Regions from separate parts of the Sus scrofa genome. Here region 2 is linked to region 1. Evidence: chromatin contacts called from public HiChIP or PLAC-seq data. All regions are on one chromosome and are shown on one strand. The core of a region is the stretch at or near the end of the contact, and the rest is flanking DNA. Distances in the headings are between cores, read along the strand shown. Region 1 has its middle 79 kb from the start of LDB3. Region 2 overlaps BMPR1A (bone morphogenetic protein receptor type 1A).

Evidence for each region. HiChIP or PLAC-seq counts read pairs in DNA pulled down with a chosen protein or histone mark.
Region 2: a contact with region 1 is called in an H3K27ac HiChIP or PLAC-seq map of skeletal muscle. The contact joins two enhancer-like sites. A contact is called at or near these places in 7 of 47 Hi-C or Micro-C datasets (alveolar macrophages, embryonic fibroblasts, fetal heart ventricle and 2 more) and 2 of 2 datasets of contacts at active chromatin or transcription factors (alveolar macrophages and skeletal muscle).

Annotation. Positions count from the first base shown.
Region 1 is chr14:87,737,526-87,742,232 of Sscrofa11.1, reverse strand. No RefSeq gene overlaps it. Among named protein-coding and RNA genes, the nearest start is that of LDB3, 79 kb to the right of the region's middle. Within about 2 kb of position 3,087, at least 15 of the 83 cell types and tissues checked have an H3K27ac peak or open chromatin away from gene starts, as enhancers often do. A contact at or near this core is called in skeletal muscle, where this site is marked.
Region 2 is chr14:87,867,669-87,872,644 of Sscrofa11.1, reverse strand. BMPR1A (bone morphogenetic protein receptor type 1A) reads right to left here. Exons shown (of 11, transcript NM_001204767.1): 4 at 2,983-3,079; 5 at 2,724-2,823. Among named protein-coding and RNA genes, the nearest start is that of BMPR1A, 15 kb to the right of the region's middle. Within about 2 kb of position 3,009, at least 4 of the 83 cell types and tissues checked have an H3K27ac peak or open chromatin away from gene starts, as enhancers often do. A contact at or near this core is called in skeletal muscle, where this site is marked.

The DNA of each region.
Region 1 (4,707 bases), core at 1,838-4,337:
GTCCTGTATGTGAAGAAAGTATGGACCCCTATTTAACAACCAAATGTGACCTTGATCTCTTTGTTAAGTCTCAAGTATGGTGTTAAGGCTCTTTACAAAAGATACTCTTTTTTACATTCCCTTCATAAAATCACTTTTTAAACTGCATAAAAAGCAGGGGAGGAAAAGAATGTGCCAGGTCCAGATATTTGTTTTTACACACATTCTCCCTTAAGAGATGTTTAGATTCCGGAGTATTCCCTTATATTCTGGTTTAAATGGCTAAACTCCCTTACATTCCTATTTAAAGTTTTTTTGTTTTTTTTGTTTTTTTTGGTTTTTTTTTTGGTCTATCTTGTGTTCTGTCCCTCTTTTCTCCCTCTTTAATTCACCTTTGTCCTTAATGGTGAAAATACACTCTGTGGGAGTTCCCATCGTGGCTCAGCAGTAAGGAATCTGACTAGTATCCATGAGGACTTGGGTTCAATCCCTGGCCTTGATCAGTGTGTTAAGGATCTAGCGTTGCTGTGGCCAGCAGCTGTAGCTCCGATTTGACCCCCAACCCTGGAATTTCCATATGCCTGGGATGCGGCCCTAAAAAAAGACACCCTCTGTAATTCCAAATTATTTTTCAATTCTGTTTTTTTTTTCCCTGAACTCTATAGCTTTCTCAGGTTTGAGAGCCATGGAAGAGTATCTTGCTACACAGGATGAATGTTTGATACATGGGTTTCCCTGCAACACCTAAAATTTGTCACTTTTTTAAGGTTTCTACATATGACACTGCTCTAATTTTAAGAGAAAAGGTGGACCTTTTGCTGGAGGAGATTTGGACTGACTCGCCAAAGAACTCATTGATGTATACTGAGTAATGTGTTATGGCAGATAGAACCATGATAAATGTGTTAATATATCCTCTACAGCCTGTTCAATTTTACACATGAATCAGTCTATAAAATCAACAATCTCAGATTGGAACTTTAGTACATCAAGTTTCTGAAATACACAAATCTGTGTTACAGCCACTGCAGAAATGAGAGCAAAATTGAAACATCAAATTTTAAATCATCATATCTTTGTATTTCTATAAAAGGAACTCCTTTTCAAGTTTATGGGAATTTTACTTGACATTCTTTTGTTCTCCTTGGATAAGGCCCACCTCAGTGCCCGGATTTAAATCCCTAGCTTTATCACAGCAGGCAACCTAACTACCAACAACTGAGTATGGTGTTTTCTCTGGTTCCTGGCATGTGTATGCATGCCAGCCTGTTTCTCCGGTTTGCCTGCCCACTAAATGAACAAGAGAAGCCAGGAAGCCCAAGGAGACATCTGGACACGTATGGTCTGGCCCCCAAACTCAAAAGCAACACCTCAAGGTCCAAATATAATATTCTCCAAAGTGATAGTTTTCCTATAAGTAGATTAATAGAATGTGCTGGAAATGGGCCCTTTTTTTTTTTTTTTTTCCTCTGCACAATTCGAGGTATAGTTCTCAAGAGTGGTAATTGCATGCCCAAATCACATAGCATTAGTTAGGAATGGAAAATCACCCTTCTCCTACAGTTCTCAGATCCTCAAGGACAGTTTCTCTGATCATGTCTTTTTTTTTTTTTTTTCTTTTTTTTTTTTGCCATTTCTTGGGCTGCTCCCGCGGCATATGGAAGTTCCTAGGCTAGGGGTCCAATCAGAGCTGTAGCTGCCAGCTTACGCCAGAGCCACAGCAACGCGGGATCCGAGCCGCGTCTGCGACCTACACCACAGCTCACGGCAATGCTGGATCGTTAACCCACTGAGCAAGGCCAGGGATCGAACCCGCAACCTCATGGTTCCTAGTCGGATTCGTTAACCACTGCGCCGCAACGGGAACTCCTGATCATCTGTCTTAAATTAACACCCCAACACAGCCAATTTCGTTTTATTTATACCATTTTTACTATATGAAATTTACCTTGTTCATTTACTTATTTGTTTATGGAGTGAGTTTCTCTCACCCACCAGAATGAAAACTCCACGAGAGCAAAGACCTTGTCAGTCTTGTTCTCAGCTCTTTCCTCCAAGCCTCGTTCCTGGCATATAACAGGTGCTCAATATTTGTTAAGTGAATGAGCAAGATAAGGATAGAATTTCCTCTAAGCATTTTTGAACCTTGTCAACAAGACTGTTTTAGAGGCTGGCTTGGACTATATTGAAGAGGTGAGAGTGGGTCAGGGAAACTGGGTTATACCATCTTCAGTGAAATGGAGAGTGCTGCCTTCACGGAAGGCATTAGCTCAATAGGGTAATACAAGTTAATCCATCCAAAGTCATTTTCCTGATGCAGATGCTTATGAGGCAAAGGCAGCATTAAGTCATTGTGGATATGGAGATGAATTTGAATCTAGTAAGGAGGTACTTGTGAAAGGATGCCCTTGGCAAAGCAATGCTTTAGGTTGGTTTGAAGCCCAATATTAAATGGACAAAAGTGTTATGAAGAGTAGAGGAGACAGCTACATTTTTCAGCATGGACACAACTACATGATTTTACTGGTTAATAATAACCCTGTCACGGTTTAGGACAAGTCAAAACAGAAATTGTGTTTATGAAAAGAGATGGTGATATATAAATATAATCCAGTGCACAAAATAGAGAAAAGTTTAAAAATCTGAATGTGTTCTTTTCTTTGTAATGGTATAACATGTTACTTCCCATTCTGTGTTTACCCGTAAATGACTTGCTGCTTTTCCCATTTCCATTTTCATTCCTCTTTGCTTCAAAGCACTTGTTTCCTGTGATTAAAAGGTGGTTTAGTGATGCTCTGTTGCAAAGTAGTCACCACTTGGTCTTGCCTAATCTGTGGTCTCTATAGACCTCTCTCTGCTATCAGTACACCCTTTACCATAGAGCTTAATCCTCTCCAGGCCCTATGGCAGGAAGATTTCTCAGACCTCTAGTCCCAAGCCTGGCACTCAGCCTTCTGCTCCCTCTGCTATTTACTGGGCAGCCATAACCTTGGCCCCCCTCTGAGCACTGACTCACAGCTCTTTTCTTGATCTGGAAGCCCTGGCCTTTTAACCTGAGTGGAACTTGATTTTCTCTCTGCCTGTTGTCTGGACTCTGCTCTCTGGAGCCTGTCCCAGTCCTACAGCACAGACTCTGCTGGGCACTAATAGATACTCCTGATGGCAATGCTTGTTTCCCTTCAGCTTTGTTCCTAGATTCTCTCCTTCTGTATTCTATCCATCTATCAGGCCTCCTTTCCCCCATTACCTCAAAGTGGACATCCTGATGCCTGCTGCTCTCCTGGGCTACCACCTGTTGTTTGCTCACTGCTCTCTGGCTATCAGGTACTGCCTAGCACACTGTAGTTGCTCCCACCAAACACCTGGAGCTGTGGCCTCCCCACCCTAGTTCCCACTCAGCCCACAGTAAATCTGTCCTTCCCCATCCTATAGCAGTTCACTACCCTCACCACCCTGCCTTTCTGTCCTGAGAGCAGTGGATTTATGACCTCTTATACTTTATTTTTTTGACCAGATATAACTAATTAAAGGCAAATGGATATAGTTGGTTTTTGTTTTTATTTAGCTAAATAAAGTATTAAGGTGTAATAGGTGCTTGTGTATGAGTATGTAATTGTATGTGTATATATATGCATATTTGTATGTGTATATATATCTTACCTCTGAACACTGATTCTACTCAAGAATTCCTTTGGTGCTAATAGTCCAGAAATCCCAGCATTTGGAGCTAGGTATGATTACCTTGTGAATGACAAGGTGTCATGATAGGGATTCAGGCTGAGATAACTGGGAAGAGACAATCCCGGATCAGGAATGTTGTGTCATTAGCAGCTATACTGTATCTACTGTCCATGGTCTACATGGTTATCCAGATACATTCCTAGGTGTGGTGTGTCACCAATGGGAACAGACATGCTAGTTTATCCACCACGTGTGTTTCCATCCCTGTGCTGGACATAAAGTTATAGAGGACAGGAACTGTCTTTTTCTCACTCCATGGTATCCCTACAATCTAGCATGCTGCCTTGCACACCGGAAGCCCTGAAGATAATTGATAAATCATTTTGTTCTCTATTGTTAGTTTGCCCTCATTTGTTTCTTTTATTTTTAATCAATGGTGGGGGGGGAGAGGAGTTTTTAATATTTTTAAGGATTCATATTACTTATCTTGATGAAAGTCTAACAAATGACTGTTATGATAACACAGAACTATCATTGACTTTAAATTTTACCAACTCTTTTCAATGAATAATGCTTGAGTTCTGGAGTTTCAGTTGCACTTTAAGACAACATCCTCCATTCTTTCATGAGGAAACATAATCATACATTTAACCCGTACCCAATACCTGTCAATATTTCTTTTAAAATGTAGATTTACAGGGAGTTCTTGTTGTGGCTCAGCAGGTTGTGAACCTGACTATTATCCATAAGGATGCTGGTTTGATCCCTGGCCTTGCTCAGTGGGTTAAATATCTGGTGTTGCCACAAACTGCAGTAGGTCACTCTGATTTGACTCCTAGCCTGTGGGAACTTCCAAATACTTCAGGTACAGCCTGAAAAAAAAGAAAATGTAGACTTTGCATTTAGTTTGCTCCCCACCTTAAAATCTACCTTCCTCATTGTATACCTGAATTATTCTAGCTATCCTCCTAATTGGTGATTCCCTCTGTCAACTGATCTTGCTCAGTTTTTCCAGATTTCACTTAATGAATCACTACACTCATCAAC
Region 2 (4,976 bases), core at 1,760-4,259, 130 kb before region 1:
AGAAGTGATGGTGTGACTTCTGAGTCTAAATCATAAACAGCATTGCAGCTTCCACCTTAGTCTCCTGGGTCACTCACTCTGTGGGGGAAGCCAGGCTTCATGCAGAGAGACACTCAAGCAGCTCTACAGAGAGACTCACATCAGAGTAACTCAGTTCTCCTGCCAACAAATGAGCCTCAGAAGTGAGCTATTTTGGAAAGGGCTCTACCAGCTCCAATCAAGCTTTCATGTGAGTGCAGCCTCTGCTGACATTTGACTGGATGTCATTAAAGATCCTGAGCCACCCAGTCAAGTCACTCCTGAATTCCTGACCCACAGAAACAGTGACAGATAACAAGCCACTAAGTTTCAGAGTGATTTCTTAATGCAGTATTGCACAAATAATTCAGCATCTGACTTTCTAAAAACAGACTTTCAAGCAATCCTCTTGGTTTTTACCGCCACCCTCAACTTCACTTCCAGAGATAAGTGGTACTGCCAATTCTTGAGCTTCTTGGGGAATTCTGAAGTATAAACTGGTTGCTTTTTGTCTTTCTCAATTTCTAGCTTGGGATTCAGATTTTTAGGTCTATAAAATCACTATTCATCCATAAGCTTTACAGATTCCAAAGCTTTCTGCTATTGTCTTTGTCTCCTTGTCCTAGTTGGACAAAAAGTTAAACTCTCCCCACCCCTTTTTTTATGGCTGCATCTGCAGCATATGGAAGTTCCTGGCTTAGGGGTCACATTGGAGCTGCAGCTGCTGGCCTGTACAACAGCCACAGCAAAGTCAGATCCGAGCTGCAACCTACACTGCAGCTTGCGGCAACGCTGGATCCTTAACCCACTGAGCAAGGTCAGGGATTGAACCTGCATCCTCATGGATGCTACTCAGGTTTTCCACCCACTAAAGCCACAACAGGAACTCCCCAAAAAGTTAAAACTTCTTACTGCAGTTTTAGTGGGGGCAACAGAAGTAAATAAGTATGCTTAATCAGTCTCAGCTTTCTAAAATTTAAATGCGTAAAAGATCTATTATCAAACATTTGAATCTCTGCCAGTGTAATAGGTGGCAAACAGTATTTTCTTTTTTCATATTCTGAGTATTCTTGATTCATCTTTTTATTTTTTCTTTTAAGAGTTACATGTATTTCTTTTTAGATTAACCATGTGTTCATTTTTAGGGGGGCTATTTTTCCATTGAATTTATTTATTTATTTTTTTGATTTATAGAAGCTCTGTATATTCAAGAAATCAGCTCTTTGTAATATAAGCCATTGATATTTTTCACTATTAGTCTGTCTTCTGAGCATTTATAGTGGTTTCTACCACAGAGTAAAGTTTTATTTTTATGTAGTTGACACCATCTTTTTTTTTTTATTTTAAGGGGTTTATTTGTTTGTTTGCTTGGGTTTTATGTGAGACTCAGAAGGGTCTTCCAAACTCTGGGATTATTTTTTAAAAATCTAAGGTTTGTTCTCATATTTTTATCATTTCACTTTATATCTAGCTCCAATCTGTCTAGAATTTATTTCAGTGTAGGGAATTGATTCAACTTCACTTTCGTCCATACAGCTATCTACTCTCAAATCCATTTACTGAACAAGCCAACTTTTCTTTAGATCATTTCAGTTAGCTGTAATGTTACCTTTATTATATACTAAACTTTCTTTATACACTTTAGATACTTGGATCTACTTATGGGTCTAGTAACCAGTTCTACTGATTTCTCTTTTTATCCATATGCTAGTAAGATAATGTTTTATAAGTGAAGTCCTCCTCTTACTGCTCTTCTCATATGGCAACTGTCTTCTGAAATCATGTTTGCATTTGCAAACAATTCTGAACCACCAAATAACCAAGAATAAAATATATATAGTTATTATATATATATATATTATATATATATATATATATATAGTCAATTTCTTGGGACAGGTTTTAAAAATTCAGAAAGAAGTTCTATATATACATACATATATATGTGTGTGTGTGTGTGTGTGTGTGCGCATGTGTGTGTGTGTGTGTGTATACACACATTTTGCTTTTAGGGCCTCATCAATGGTATATGGAAGTTCCCAGGCTAGGGGATGAACTATAGCTGCAGGTGCCGGCCTACACTACAGCCACAGTAATGCTGGATCCTTAACCCACTGAGTGAGACCAGGGATCGGACCCACATCCTCATGGATCCTAGTCAGGTTCATTAACCACTAAGCCACAAAGGGAACTCCTGAATGTTCAATATTTTATAAAACAAACAAACAAAAAATCATAACAAAAGTATAACATTGTATCCAATTAATTGGTAGTACGGTCCTCTTTTCCCTTAAGAAAACTATAATCTAGTTATTTAAAGAAGATACAACCAGAGAATACAAGTTAACGGCTTTTCAATTACACTCAGTAGTCAATAGTTTCAGCTCAGGAACAACTGTTTATATCTGGAGTCCCCGCTGTGGCGCAGCAAAAACCAATCTGACTAGTATCCATGAGGATTCAGGTTCGATCCCTGGCCCTGCTCAGGTTAAGGATCTGGTGTTGAGCTGTGGTGTAGGTCACAGACTCGGCTCTGATTCTGCATTGCTGTGGCTGTGTAGGCTGGCAGCTATAGCTTCGATTCAACCCCTATCCTGGGAACTTCCATAAGCTGAGGTGAGGCCCTAAAAAACAAACAAACAAACAAAAGAACAACTGTTTATATCTAATACTCAACAAAATACTTTGCATCAAAATTATCTTACTTGTAACAAAAGCAGCTGGAGAAGATGATCATAGCAATTATGCAGACAGCCATAGAAACGAGCAAAGCCAGCCATCGAATGCTGCCATCAAAAAATGGACCTGACAACAGAAGTAAACAAAGAAGTAACATATCTTTCTATCACATCTTAAAAGGAAAAATAATCTGTGGTGTTAAATTCCAGAAAGTTTGACTTATTGTTAAAACCAGAGAAAATATTGTACTGAGAATTAAGACGGTACTTTTCTCAGCTAACCTACCTATAACAACAGGGGGCAGTGTAGGTTGTAAATACTGGTTACATAAGTTGGTCCGACAACATTCTATTGTCCTGCGTAGCTGGGCTTTCGGTGAATCCTAGAGGACGAGTAATGATAAAATTAGAAACAATGCAATACAGTAAACAGATAATTAATTTTTAAAATATTCATAAAATGCAATTTATAATTCAGTGAGTAAAAAAGACCTGCAAATCTTACATGTGAAAAAAGATTATTGAAAAATTTGAATCTGTAGTGAAATAGTGTTATGAAGACTCTAAAAATTTTTTTCTTTCTTTTTTGTCTGTACCCACAGCATGTGGAAGTTCCCAGGACAGGTATCAACCCTATGCCACAGCAGCAACCCAAGCATTGCTGTGACAACACCAGACCCTTAGGAGAACTCCTAAAATTTTTTTTTTTAAGAATGTATGTATGCAGATGATGTGTTATAGCACTAGACTATTAACTTAATTACAGATAAACAATAGTTTATAAGTATTTTTCACCAAAATTTTGGCCTCTCAAAGTATTACAAGTCATTTGTTTTTAGTAAAAAAGGAATTAAAGTCATGAGATCTTTTCCTAAAAAATACAGGTAATACATTACTAGTATTAAAATAGTAATCTACTAGTAGGGCAAATATGATCTTACAGTAGTACTGAGACTTAGATGAGACTTAAGATCAGACTGAACAAAAAGCAGAGGGTATCCTCAGTGAAAGAAATGACAAGTTAGGAAAGGTAGTCAAGGAGGCAGAAGATACTGCTGATTCTGCACATAACAACTGTGTTGAAACTAATGAAGCAAGTTGAAGCTCGCTTGGTAAGGATAAGGGCAAAATATAGAAACAATATTCCTGAGGGTTTTTTAGAGACCACAAACCAGATGTGTGTCCCTAAAAGATCAGAAAATGAACACATGGAAAGATGATAGTCATGAGAACAGACTCAATAACTAAATGTGAAGTTTTATTTGATTACAAGTACAGTATTTGAGTTCTCAACTTTTGAATGCTGACATTTCAGCACTGCCTGGGATAAGTGCCATTCTAGACCAAAATAGTAACAGAAAGGAATTGTTTGTCATTATAAAAGTAGCAAGAATATAAGTAGAAATTGACCATGTTATTCCTAAATATCAGATGGCCAGAAAGGAGAAACCTCGTATTAACCAGATATTCCCTTATAGAATGTGAGATTCTATAAGGGAAGATAGGTCAAGATTATTTGGAAACCTCCAAAAGCACAAGTTTTACATTTTGTAACTGAAAGTGTTAGACAATTGTTACTTTTTTGGAGGGAGGGGGGTGCGCCCATGGAATATGGATGTTCCTGGGCAGGAATTGAACCCGTACTACAGCCATAACCCAAGCCACCGCCACAAAGACAACGCCGGATCTTTAACCTGCTGTCCACAAGAGAAGTCCAACAATTTTACTTTTAAATGATCATAAAAAGAAAGAGAAAAGAGAGACATGTCAGGAGTTACATAGGTGACACTGAAAAAATCCCAGATTTAGAGAAAACCCACATGAAGGATGGAATGCAGAGTTTTTATTTAAAGATGAATAAAATAAGTGCAAAGCATCCAAGAATAGTTCCAGTAAGGCTAGCTAGAGTTCAAAACAAGCTTAGTGGTACAGAACAGAAAATGCAAGGAAAAATCAGAAGGGGGTTTCGGGCAGTGTTAGAAGAAAGGCCACCAAGGGATGGATGAAGTGTGCAGAGATCCTACCATGTTTCTGTGTTCTGTCTGAGCTCATATCTTCTAAGATAGGTGAGCTATACCACAGGAAGACGAGAGCACTTAGGAGAGGGCTAAAAGACAGGTCTAAGTCAAAGATGTTAGAAACGAGGAGTGATGAAAACTAGATAGCTAAATGTAGTATTACTTTTATTTTTTTTGTTATGGTTGATTTTAAAATTGTCAATTTCTGCTGTATAGTGAAGTGACTCAGTCATAAATGTTATATTATTTTTAAAAGGGAAAG